Regions from separate parts of the Mus musculus genome. Here region 1 is linked to region 2. Evidence: chromatin contacts called from public HiChIP or PLAC-seq data. All regions are on one chromosome and are shown on one strand. Each heading gives the region's core, a stretch centred on a gene start, on an enhancer-like site or on the middle of the called end of the contact. The rest is flanking DNA. Distances are from core to core; before and after follow the strand shown. Region 1 overlaps Gm1715 (predicted gene 1715). Region 2 has its middle 70 kb from the start of Gm33210.

What was found. HiChIP or PLAC-seq counts read pairs in DNA pulled down with a chosen protein or histone mark.
Region 1: a CTCF HiChIP or PLAC-seq map of the NIH/3T3 cell line shows a contact between it and region 2, with 14 read pairs. The contact joins two enhancer-like sites. A contact is called at or near these places in 1 of 15 datasets of contacts at CTCF or cohesin (the NIH/3T3 cell line) and 1 of 9 other capture datasets (embryonic stem cells).

What each region holds. Positions count from the first base shown.
Region 1 is chr9:52,695,199-52,701,928 of GRCm38.p6, forward strand. All of the region lies in intron 1 of Gm1715 (predicted gene 1715), which reads left to right. Among named protein-coding and RNA genes, the nearest start is that of Gm1715, 19 kb to the left of the region's middle. Within about 2 kb of position 2,458, at least 2 of the 459 cell types and tissues checked have an H3K27ac peak or open chromatin away from gene starts, as enhancers often do. A contact at or near this core is called in the NIH/3T3 cell line, where this site is marked.
Region 2 is chr9:52,501,784-52,508,357 of GRCm38.p6, forward strand. No RefSeq gene overlaps it. Among named protein-coding and RNA genes, the nearest start is that of Gm33210, 70 kb to the right of the region's middle. Within about 2 kb of position 4,773, at least 3 of the 459 cell types and tissues checked have an H3K27ac peak or open chromatin away from gene starts, as enhancers often do. A contact at or near this core is called in the NIH/3T3 cell line, where this site is marked.

The DNA of each region.
Region 1 (6,730 bases), core at 1,208-3,707, 190 kb after region 2:
TTTCTTTATTGTGTCTACTTCCCTTTTTAGTTCTAGTATGGTTTTGCTCATTTCCATCACCTGTTTGGATGTGTTTTCCTGTTTTTCTTTAAGGACTTCTACCTGTTTGGTTGTGTTTTCCTGCTTTTCTTTAAGGGCCTGTAACTCTTTAGCAGTGCTCTCCTGTAATTCTTTAAGTGACTTATGAAAGTCCTTCTTGATGTCCTCTATCATCATCATGAGAAATGTTTTTAAATCTGGGTCTAGATTTTCGGTTGTGTTGGGGTGCCCAGGACTAGGTGGGGAGGGAGTGCTGCGTTCTGATGATGGTGAGTGGTCTTGATTTCTGTTAGTAGGATTCTTACATTTGCCTTTCGCCATCTGGTAATCTCTGAAGCTAGCTGTTATAGTTGTCTCTGGTAAGAGCTTGTTCTTCAGGTGACTCTGTTAGCCTCTATAAGCAGACCTGGGAGGCTAGCTCTCTCCTTAGTTTCAGTGGGCAGAGTATTCTCTGCAGGCAAGCTCTCTTCTTGCAGGGAAGGTACCCAGATATCTGGTGTTTGAACCTGCCCCCTGGCAGAAGTTGTGTTCCACTCACTAGAGGTCTTAGGATCCCGTGGGGAATCCTGTGTGGGCCCTTGCGGGTGTCAGGTGACTCCGCTGGCAAGGTACCCCGGTGCTCGAGTGGACCCTATTTACCGCAGTCTCAGGTTCCACGTGATTGGATTGGGGCAGACGCTGTGTTCCACTCACCAGAGGTCTTAGGATCTGTGTGGGCCCTTGCGGGTGTTGGGCGACTCTGCTGGCAAGGTGCCCCGGTGCTCAAGTGTTAATATCCTCTTATAGTAGCAATTAAAACCACCTAGACCGACACTTCTCTGGGAGCAGCACCTTCAAAGCTAAGAGAATGGGGGAAATTTTCCACAAAGGGAAACACTGAAGGAGGCGATCACTGGAAACAGATGTTTAAAGGACACCAAGCACGCTACAATTGATCTCCTTCAGCTTTTGCAACAGCTCTACAATCTTAAGTTTTCTTATTCCAAGTGTGAAGGAAATGGGCTTGGAGGTTTTCTGAGCACATATACTGGTAGTAATTGGATGAATCTACACAAATCTTTCTCCACCTAGCTCCAAATCTAGGACAGTACAGTTAGAGCAAGGATGGGAATCCCAAACTTCAAATGTTCCTGGGTATATGAGAGATAGATGAAGTGTGTGATGTATATTGAAAACAGCTAACTGGTGAGTGTATCCCAGGGCTAATTATAAAAAGGATGAAACTATAGTCATGAGCTGAGTGGGGCTAATCCTCCATTTTGCTAATTTAGATCAGTATGGTGGGTCTGAAACAAGAAAATTCATAGGTGGACTCTAGCTCAGTCACTGATAATTCTGAAAACTTGGATGAATCATGTAAACTCTTTGAGCCTTGGTTCTGATTATAAAGTTGTTTCTAATTACAAGGGGGTAGTATCAGCCCTGGCCAAGAAAAGAGTCAGCCTTGGCCTGTCTTTGATGCTAAAGGGGCAGAAGATGCTATGTGGAAGAGGAGAGTCTATAGCATGCTCAAAGCTAATGGAGGAATAAAATAGGAAACATGGGTTACATTTTTTCTAATACTACTTGATACCAATTACTGGAAAAAAATTCTCTCAAGTAGATTTCTGATCATAATTTATAGAGAAAACAAACCAAATATCAAAAAGGATATATACTCCAATTAACATTCTAAATCATTGTTAGGGGATCACAGGCTATACTATGTCGAGATTGTGTCAATTTATAAAGATCTTTATAGTCTAATACTTTTATCCTTGAGAATTTGATCAGAAAATCCGAAGAGACTGAATGTGTGCTTTTTTTTTTTTTCAATAAGACAATGAAGCAAACTCAGAATTGCTAGGGTATTATACTTCACACAAACACATCTTGCTCTCAGATTTACACTTTTCAACAAAGGCACTGAAACTTAATGTGCTGCTAATTCATTATTTAAATCAGGTATTATGCCAACAGGGCTGATTTGTTTTTCATAGCATTAACACAATTCAAAATTATCTGCACATCTGTCATTCTTTATTAACAACAAAAAGTTACCATTAAATTCACCACATCTAGAAATTAACTCATTGGAAACAAAACCAACCAACAAGGACTTAAGAGTCTTAATGTCCTTCCCAGCCTCTCAGCAAGGTACCACTTCACAGGACCAGGCAGGTTGCCACCCTCAGCTTCAGCAACGGGAGAAAAAAAGGGGAAAGGGGGAAACATTGAGGGAATGAGAGGGAGTGGTTGGGGAAAGGAGAAGAGGAGGGATGCTATGGATCTGTTGTGGATCTGAGAAGTATCGATCCTGCATTAGGAGCTTGGCCCCAGCTGATGGCTCTATGAAAAGGCAATTGGATGATGAGGGCACTGACTGCATCAGTGAATTAATCCATTAATGGATTCATAGCAGAGTTAGGTGATTCATAGCTGATTCACAGTTTGTTAGGTGATGGCCCCAACTGGAGGAAATTATCACTGAAGACTTCTCACTGAAGGTTGTACTGTGGCCTGGAAGTCTAGCTACAATTATTATCGTGGAGAGGGGTGGCAGAGGAATGAATGGAATCACCCCTTAGAACAAGTTAGAGCATCAGATATTGGGGAGCAGGGTACATTTGGAAGAGTTTTTTTGTGTATAGATTCCTGGCCATGCAAAGGACAGACCAAACTGGCCAGTATAGAGTTCTGGAAAGTTACTGTGAGCCACTAGGTACAATCTCTGAGAAGTTCTGCAGTCTTTCCAAAGTGAGTATAGGTCATACAAATAAGGGCAACCCATGTTGATCAGAGTTCAGTCTGGCCATAGGGCAACTGGAACTATTTGGTGTCAGGTTATAGAAAATAAACAAACAAAATTCCTAAAGAGTTCCTAGCAAAGAAAATTGAATGGTAGTAATTCCAAAGCTGTTTGTGGAAGATACTGCCTAAAACTTATTCATACAAAAGCCTTCTATAAGAAACATCCCTTTCCAATCGGGGCAATCTTATAAAAATTCCACAGGATGGCTCATGGTCAGTTGTACAACCTCCCTGGCTGAGTCTAATACTGAGTCAGAGAGGCCGATTTTAACGCAAAATAAGACCAAACTTCCAAATAAATAGTTCAGAATAAGTAATGGATTTGGGTGAGTTTTGAAATTGAACTCTATTAACTCCTAGATCAAGGTTACAGTCCGATGATTTTAAACCCAAGTAGTGACCTTACAGGGCCTAAGTAATGTTAGAGACCTAAGCTGTGGTGAGAACGTAATGCCTAAAGAACTATGAGACTAAATTTCTCTCAGAACAGAAGCCTTCAAGATCAAGGTGGCTTAGGTGCCTGGAAGTGGCTTTTCGAAGACCAGGAAGCAAATGAAGAACAAAGGTACCACTTGAGGGAGAAGATACTGCATGTTCAGATGTCATCAAGGAATTAGGTACCCTGAGCTCAGTCCTCATTCTCTAACACAAAATAAGAGTCGTGCTCAACCCACCAGTATCTGTGATGGCTACAGTTATGTTTTAAGTTTAAAATGCTGTGCTTAAGAGGTCTAGAAAAATAATGCCTCTAATCTGTAAGTCCCACTTGCCCAAGGGCAAATAACTCCCTAGAATGCTGGCAACTATTGCTCATGTAAGATAACAAGCCATGTGTTTTCACTCCCGTAAAGCACACAATGTGCTTGATCACACGGAGGTGGGAGGTACATAGGCAGGAAGCATGCATGAATTTGGAAGTAGCTAAGTAATTGCAAATGGCATATATGAATCTAATCAGATTTACACTGCTTGAGCATGACCTCTATTGCTGGAAGTCAGGATGTATTTTTGCCCTGGATTGGACAAAAGTGGGAAGTATGTAGCCTGTAGGTTTTGCCTTTATAAGCACTGGACTAACATAATTCAGGGCCATCTTTTCTGCAAATCCCAAGTATTGACTGGTCCAGTGTCTATCATCTTGCCTGGCAGTTAATAAAGCTTGCTTAAAATTTAGCTCCAAAAATGGGGTAGTGCTCTTATTCTTTCCTGGTGGAATTGACATATCCTGTCCTCAATTAAACAAACCCATAATGGTAGGACCAGAGGATATAAATCACAAGGGTGGGGTGTGGAATCAGGGTGTGTGTGATACTCAAGAATGAGCAGACACCACAGTAAACGATGAAGCGTGCTGGACCTAGGACCAGTCTTCCTGGACATTGGCTTCCAGGATAGATCTCCATTGCCTGCCCCAACTGTAAGTGGCATCCCATCAGCACCAGAGATAAAGACACTGCTGAAGGTCACTACCACTAAGTAATTGCAAAGACACATGCAAATCTGATCACATTTACACTGACTGACCATACCATCTCTCAGGCATTGCTTGAACCAATGCACAAAAGCCTAACACAACCTCACTGAAGAGTTTCAGTATTAAGCAGCAAGTCTGCATGCCCTGTCATTCCAGGTCTCTACATCCCTTTGACCTGATACCATGACACATACGCAGTATGGTCTTAGGTAACACCAGGGTGCTACAGACAAATTACAAGCTTGGGATCTGACAGACCTGGGTCTGCAATATGTCTCTGCTCCCAAGTGTGCAGTTATGGGCATGTATGTTTCTAACTCGGACAGACAACCTCTGATTGTCCATGTGCAAAACAAAACCATTGTAACACCCTGGAAATCCTGTGAATTGGGTTCAGAGAGGAGGCAAAGATCAAACTAAAGAAGCTTCCAGGAGGAGATGGGGAGAGGCTTATCATTTCTACCTCCTTCCCTGTGTCTCCTCAGACTGCACTGTGCCCTTCAAGAAGCCAGATGCTCTCTCCACTAGGGTGTGACACTTTTAAAAATAGCATACATCTTCAGTGATGGCTATGTGATCTATATAAAATAAGGCACCTTCTGCCAAGTAAATAAATAGAGGAACGCATGTGCTCGTTCTATTCCAATTTAATCTGTCTGAGAGCCTGGAAGTCTCCATGAGGTAAGTACAGTTTCCACTCTGTCCTTGGTGCAGTGTCCCATTGAATTCGTCTCAGTTCCTCCTGCTGACGTCATGCTGATGCCTCCCTAATAGGTTGAAAGTTGTGGAGGACAAAGATTAGTGCAATCAAATAACCACTAAATTCTTATTATTTACTTCGGATGTTCTGGGTAACTTACTATTCTGTCTAATAAGGAACCAGCACTGATGCCTGCATTACCTATTTTCAGAGAATCAAGTTCATCAAAACACACTGCCAGTGTGGGACACAATGAGATGTGATGTGAGGTGAGATGAGGTGAGGTGACGTGGGAGCTGCCTTGGAAACTGTTAGGAACCTCAACAGGGCCACCACCAGTGTCAGCGCCTGTCCCAAGCCAAGCTGTGCCCTCATATGCCCTGGCAATGTGCTCTTTCGTGTTTGTTTATTCCCCCTTTCACTAAGATTTGGGAAAAACAGAACATTTGTTCTAGCTTTTCCTCTAGGGTATTTTACACATAAACAATGCTCAGTAGGTTACGCATGAATGTGTCCATCCAGGTCAGACTTTCAAGTGCTCTGTCTTCACATGGGTAGATCTGCTATTCTGGAATCCATGATATCCAGAGATCTTATTGTTTTTCTTCTGTTATTTTAAGGCAAATGGGTATGCACTGCCAAGTGTTTAGAAAGTGCACCCAAGAAGAAAGGAGCAGTGCCTACTGGTAACACTTTGAGAGGTTATTCTGGGCATAAGGAAAAAAACATACTACAAAAATAGACTCATGATCTCTAAAGTCCAGTGGGAGCTACTGTTTGATCTTTGGACAGTATATCACAATCATCTTTTTATGTTAATATTTTTCTTCCACACAGATTTAAGTGACTACAAAGAGGTCAAGGTATCAGACACCCTACTTTATTCTGAAATTAAGTAACACTCATGGGGGGTGTGCTGCATTTTATAACTAAATATTCACTTTCTCCAAGTCTGTTTCTGTGGGATTAATTATTGAGAATTAATTGAAGGACTAAGGTAATTTATTTAAAGAAAATATCTTAAGTACTGTCACACTGTCCTCAAAAGATTGAAATCAAAATACACTGCTGTTCATGGGTTTATTCCCAGGAAGCTTGCTAAATCCTTGGCTTCTGGGGCTGTGCCATAGTCATCTGTATATTCAACACCTGTTTTGGAATGTTAAGTCACTAAGCAGATGAGCGGCCTGAGAAGCATTCGATTGCTTAAGTGCTTAAGTTTAACTCAAGTTAGTAATATCTTCCCAAGGTTTAGAGTTGTCTGCCAAAATGAGACTTTTTGGTTAATATGTTCTCTGACATTCTGTGATTCCATAGCTCTCTCCTGAAAATCAATAGCCAAAGTGTTCTAGAGGTATTGCCTCTATATGCTTTACAATGGATAACCACACTGATTAAAGGTACAGGCCTATCACATATAATTAGGATGCTACAGAAATACATGAAGGTATGCCCAGTGTTCTGTGAGAATTAGGTTAGATGGTGCAATGAGAAGTTCCAGAGCCATTGCTTTTTAATAGCTGAGTAGTTCTTCATCGTGTAAATGTACCACATTTTCTGTATCCATTCCTCTGTTGAGGGACATTTGGGTTTCTTTTTTTTTAATTGAATATTTTCTTTATTTACATTTCAAATGTTATCCCCTTTCCCGGTTTCCCTCCCTCCTGGAAACACCCTATCACATCCTCCCTCTCCCCTCTTCTATGAGGGTGTTCCTCCAACCACCT
Region 2 (6,574 bases), core at 3,523-6,022:
TAATAGACTTTCCCCCTCAAAGCTCTATTCCATGAAGCAAATAGCAGGGCTTAGATGTGCTTCATAGTAGAAAACCTGCCTGCTGGTGTAACAAAATGTGCTGATTCTTCCTTACTGATATTATTCTTTCTAAGGAACACTCAATCTTCAAAGCAAAGCAATGGACTACACACACACACACACACACACACACACACACACACACACACACACACATGTATGTGTATATATATATATATATATATATATATATATATATATATATATAATGTGTATATATGTGTATATGTGTATGCATATCTATGTAATATATATTTCAGTAAATGCATATGTATATGAAAGCATTCAATTTTCATTTTCACTAAGCTTCAGTGTTTTTTAAAAAAATCATTAACTAATTCCCTTGATTACTTCCTGAGGTTTTGGAGGAAGCTGCTTTCCTAGCTTACAGGTAGAGAGTTCACCTAGCATACATGAGGCCCTGAGTTCCATTCTCACTACCGATAGATAGATAGATAGATAGATAGATAGATAGATAGATAGATAGATAGATAGATGATAGATAGATAGATAGATGATAGATAGATAGATAGATAGATAGATAGATGATAGATAGATGATAGATAGATAGATAGATAGATAGATAGATAGATAGATAGATAGATAGATAGATAGATAGATAGACTGGATAGATAGATAGATAGACTGACATACATACTGACATACATACTGACATACAGACATAAAGCCATTCAGACAGATGAATAGATTGATAAACATGTGCATACATAAATAAATCTCCAAAGCTGAGGCTGGACACTAGAATAGCAGATCAGAATCTCTGGAAGCGAGACTCGGATGTGTTTCTTAGGCTGCCATGATAACCATAGGTTCAGTAACTTCACACAGCAGATATACTTTTCTCTCTCTGGTTCTAACTCCTAGAACTCTGAAATCACAGTGGTCAGGAGATCCCTGCTCTCTGCAAAGGCCCTGGTGGATGGCTTGCCTTTGCTTCTCCCTAGCTCTGGTAGCTAGGGAAGTCTTCATTCTTCCAGCTTCTGTGCTGTCAGTCTGTCTGCTCCAAACCTCCCCTTCCTTTTTCTCATTAAAAACACAGTTAGATTAAAGATCTACCCTAATGCAATATGGCCTTGTCACTCATTTGGCCCCATCATCAATGAACTTATCTCCAATTATACCACACTCACAAGTGGGGTGTGAGCATACTTTTGAAGGGTGGGGAGTGATACAATATAGCCCAGTATATAAGGCAGGGATAACCGAGTGCTTAGGTGGTTCTATAGCACAGCAGCTAAAGCAGAGAACCACACCATTCAGAACAGTGTTTCTCAAATTGGCTGTGCTTAGGAATCACTTGAGGATCTAGATAAAATGTGCTGTGATATGATAATGTTGAAGTGAGCCTGGGACCCAGCATTTAACACATATTCTAGAGACACCAGCGCTATCGAGGCAGCAAAGCAGAAGGTACCGTTTAGCAAGGCAGGATTCCAACCCCAGAAGTGTGCCACCATCAGCTCATCTAGCTATATACTTGACAGCTAGTTGCATACAATATGCACACATCCTTCTCATAATAGAATACCTACCAACCTATTAGGAACCTAGAACCTCACCTACTCTAGACTGCACATACAACAGCTTTAAACAATATAAATAAGTTACTCCCATTAGTAGCCCCTTGACATTGCCAGTTTCTGTTTGAACACATCTTGTAATGCATTTGGGAACTATGAACAATGGGCTAAGACTGCCTTTTATACTGGACTGTATTTCCAAGTTGAATTTGAGAAGCAGTATTTCCTGATTAGCAGTTGTGCTATAGAACCACCGAAGGATTCAGTTATCGCTGCCTTATAGACTGGACTATACTGTGTCACCCCTTGTCCTTCAAAAGAATTAAGGAATATTCCTTATTTATCATCTTATTTCTATGTATAATCAGGCAAACAAAAACATGATTAAAATAATATACATTATGGGAAGGGACATTGTAGTCTTAGATTTTTTAAGGCCTACTTTAATTGTGGTTCTTTAATGCTTCAACCTCCTCCCACCATCCACCAGAAGTAGGGGGAAAAAAGGATAATAGGAAACAGGGGTTGTGGGCCTGTTTAGAAATGGCTCTTTCGGGGTAGTTTTAATCTTCATAGTTAGCAGTTCAGTCCACTAGCAAAACGCCAAACAAGAATAAGCAGTGGCAGTCTAGTTCACTTGGCAAACACCAAACATGAATAGTAAGTAGCAGTGGCTTGATCCAGAAGAAACCACAAGGCTCTGCTGATTGGCACGAGTCCAAGGAAGCAGCAAGAAGCATCTGGAATACCACCAGAAGTTTTTTGGTGTGTTTCTCTGTAGAAAGTCATGACAAGCGAAAACCAGAAAAGAAAGCAAGGCAAACCAATGCAAGAGTGTCTTCCGGGAAGACCAGCATCAACAAAGCCCAAGGAAGACCAGCAAAGAGTTGCAAAGCAAACCAATGCAAAAGCACTGTCCACTGTCTGTTGGGTTACACTTATACCCCTATACACTAAACCTCACATGTCTTCTCAGACATCTGCTCCAGCAAGATATCACATGACCTTTCACCAGGCAGCCTCCAGAAAAACACCACGTTTTTTCTCAGGAAAACATCGTCTCCCATGTCTCCTGCAGCAAAACATCTCACATGACTGTTTCAGCAAAACATCCTCTCTTAAGACAGTTTCCAGAAAAACATCACATGACACAACTGAGTCTCCAACGAACCCCCAAATCCCCACTTCAGAACATACATTGCAAGCAAGGTCTATGCAACTCAAGCCAGGCGGTCAAACTAGAGAACCTTCCAAGCTACAGCTTTCATAAGCAAGCTCTTCCACTTGAACCCCAATAAAAGGAGGTTTTAAGCAGTAATTTGGGCCTTTGAGTAGGTCTTGATCATGCACCCCACCTAAATCTATACTATTGCTTTGCTCTGGATAAGTTATCTTTGCTACCTTTGTAATCTGCGTACACTCTCATTTCATTCTTGAATAAGATGTCACAACCTGGAAACAGCCACCCCAGATCCCACCCACCCATAATGCCATGTCTGAACCTTAAAAGCTTTGTGGGATGATTTGTGGATCCACCACTGGATGTCCCTTTGACCCGGGAGCCAGAATCTGTTTCTAGGAAAGGGACAGGATTCATTTATCCTTCTAACCCTCACAGCCATACCTCGCGTCCTCCATCCACCCTCACCTTCCCACAGGAGTGTGTGTAATAGGCAACGTCTTTATCAGTCCTGCAACTTGCCATCTAATTTTTAACAGAACTTTTATCCTCGGGCTAAAATAAAATCTAAAACGCATTTAAACAGAACAAAATGCAGTCTTACTAGAGCTACAAATTGATAAGAACAAACCCTGCTGGGATTTGTTTCTCAGGGCCTTCTAAAATAACTTGAAACTTCTCTAGCTGGGATTAAAAATAACGAAGAGGCGTACTGGCTGGGCACAACAAAGACAAAATAAAATAACATTTTGACAGATACGTTTTTTCCCCCTTCCTGTTGGATCACAGATGCCATTTCTTTTATTTGACTCCTTTCTGGAATTTAATCAGAAACCATCTTGTGGATTTATTTAAACAACTTTTGCCAATTAAGGAGAAAGGTAGACTTTGCAAAAGTCTTAGAGGATGCCTGGCATGTTGTGTTTATTTTTTTTTAAGTTAAGCTGAAATATGGTTTAGCAAAATAAAGAGCAAAGAGTTTTTCCCTTAATCTTTATTTAGAAAAATGTCGAATTTAAAGAATGCCACATTCACTTCAGCTACAATCACCAAGCATTAATGGTTTTTTTTTTTTGCCTCTGTTCTCCATTTGTAGTTTTGACAAGCCATTTGAATACTACACACAACATGGTTCTTCCCATGTGAATAGTTGAATCAATTGTAAGGACGTTCTCCTAACTAATCCCAACACCATGATCACATCTATGTTATCTAGTGTAAATAATACTGTCCATCTCTCAGTTTTCTTAATGGTTGAGGCTCTTCTTCCTTCCAATTGCTTTTTTGATCAGGATCAAACCAGGACTTATTAATTGCATCAGGCTATCATGTTCTTACTTTACTCTTTTTAACTTTATTTTTTAAATTTAATATTATGTGTTTGTCTGCCTGCATGTATGTGCATGCACCACCTCATGTATGTGCATGCATCATATGCATATCTAGTGGCTGAGGATGTCAGGTCCTCTGCAACTGGAATTCCAGATGGTTGTGAGCCACCATGTGGGTGGGTGTTGGGGATCAAACTCAGGCCCTGTGTAAGAGTAAACAAGGATTCTAAACTTATGAGTCCTATCTCCAGCCTGCCCTCTTTATTTATTTCCTTATCTGAGTCATGAATATACAATTGCAAGATGATACTCGGAGTCCAGCTGGATTCAATGCATTTGTACCAATTACTTTAATACTAAGCAGATGCTTTTGACTCAATATTATTGGCAATTTCAGAGTGTAGACATGGTGGTTTTAGCATTCCTTCTGCTAGGTTATAAATGAGCTAGCATTCTTTTGTAAAGATCTTCCACCCAGACTTTTCTCTTATGTTTTATATTGTCACTAGAATCCAATGACTCTTTTAATGTTCTGATCTATTACAATCATTTTTCATTTTAGTGTTTATCTTATCTCTAATTTGGCCTGTGTGAGCCAGCTCTTGCTCCTCTCATATGTCTCCTAATCTTTGAAGTATGTCTTTTCCCGTTGTTATAACAACACAGGCCTTGGATGTTTGTCCATTCAAGACCTAGGATGGGAATCAGGAAGTCTAGAGTAGAGTATGGTACTGAGCAGCAAAGACCCGGCTGCTTCCCATGTTCTCACTTAAGGCCTTTAAATTGACAGAGCATAAGAAATGTAGCTGAAATTTTGACATTTACAATTCTTATCTTTAATTGGTATTCTTCCCTCACTCCTTTATGTTTTCCTTCTCTGACGGTAAGAATCCCAACTCTCCAATCATTAAAATATTTAATCATTTGTTCCGTTTCATGGTGTATACACAATGATGCCAGAATCCCTGAATCAAGACTGTACTCATATCATTCTAATGCCTTTTGTGCTTGCTTCATTTTAATTGAAGTAATTGTGGATTTACTTTCAGTTACAGCAAAGTATTAGGCCCATTGACCTCTTGGCTCAGACTGGAAACCTCTTGAAAACCAGTGTTATGCATTATCCAGGATCTCAACAGCCTACCAGTTCCATGACATGTACCCAGGTTGACTGTGTACATGGCAAATGTAGTCTATGAGTTGAACCCTATGTAGTATTCTACTCTGACCTAGTCCATGTCCCAAGGTCCCTCCAATGGCCCTTATAGACCTCCCCTCCCCTTTAGCCTATATCTCTCTTCCTGGGCAAGGCATAGTAGTGAGACTCTACTATGTCTCTCCTCAGAACTTTTTAATGACTTTTGTGTTAACTAACATAAGAACTCAGGCTCTTAACATTGCTAAACAAACATTATACCATCATGCTGTATTCCCCCACATCCCACTTCTCACACTTTGCCATTCCATAAACGTATAGAAGTAGGGTCACACAGTATCCCTTCTGAACCTGATTCTTCCCCCCTCTCTCTCTCTCTCTCTCTCTCTCTCTCTCTCTATATATATATATATATATATATATATATATATATATATATATATATTCCTCAAAACCCAGAAAGCCTCAGTGTAGGCATAGCATTTCTTTCTGCGCTGAGAGGCTTCAGGACTGTAGGAACCATTGCCTAACCACAAGTGATCCGGCACCTCCTTGGTATCCTTTCTGAATTTAGAATGTACCCTTCTAGTGGTGTACAGACTTAATGTAATGATCTTTGAAGTTTTGCTATAAACCCGACATAAAGTTCACCTGCTTTGCTTGCATGTAACATTTTAATTTGTGATCTAAGTATGTTTTGACTAACCTTTTGGGAAAATTTTTGTTATGACATTGAAAAGTTAAAATTGTGGGAAAAATGTACTCAGAGAAATTAAATCTCATTATTAACTCTTTACTTCCTTGCCATGCATCTCTTACAGGCAGTATTTTTTAATTAAAATTTTGTTGACTTTTCCTACTTTTGGCAAAAGTATAAACGCTTGTCATGAACACACATTTTAATTACTTCCTTTATTTCTTTCACAAAACTCTCATGGACTTTTGTCTGAATCTTTTTTTTTCTTTTTTACAACCCTTGTATATTATATTTAGTTAGTTCTGTTCTTAGGTAACATTTCCTCTTAGTCATTTTCTAAGTAAAAATCAACATGGTATTTAAGAGTTTTTGCTACAGAAGAGAAACGTTTCAATGGCATACTTTTAATAACTCAGCAAAAAGTTGGGAACATCTTAAGAATTAATTATAATCAGTCCTTTGTTGTGTATCATTTATGACAAGCAGCAGAAGACCTAGGTCCCCTCGATTCTCTTTCCCCCTCGTCCCCAGCCTATTCTCCCTCACCTCTGAACCTATGAATCATGTTTCCTGAAACTCAAGGCCCGTTGTCATCAAATTTTTCTCTTC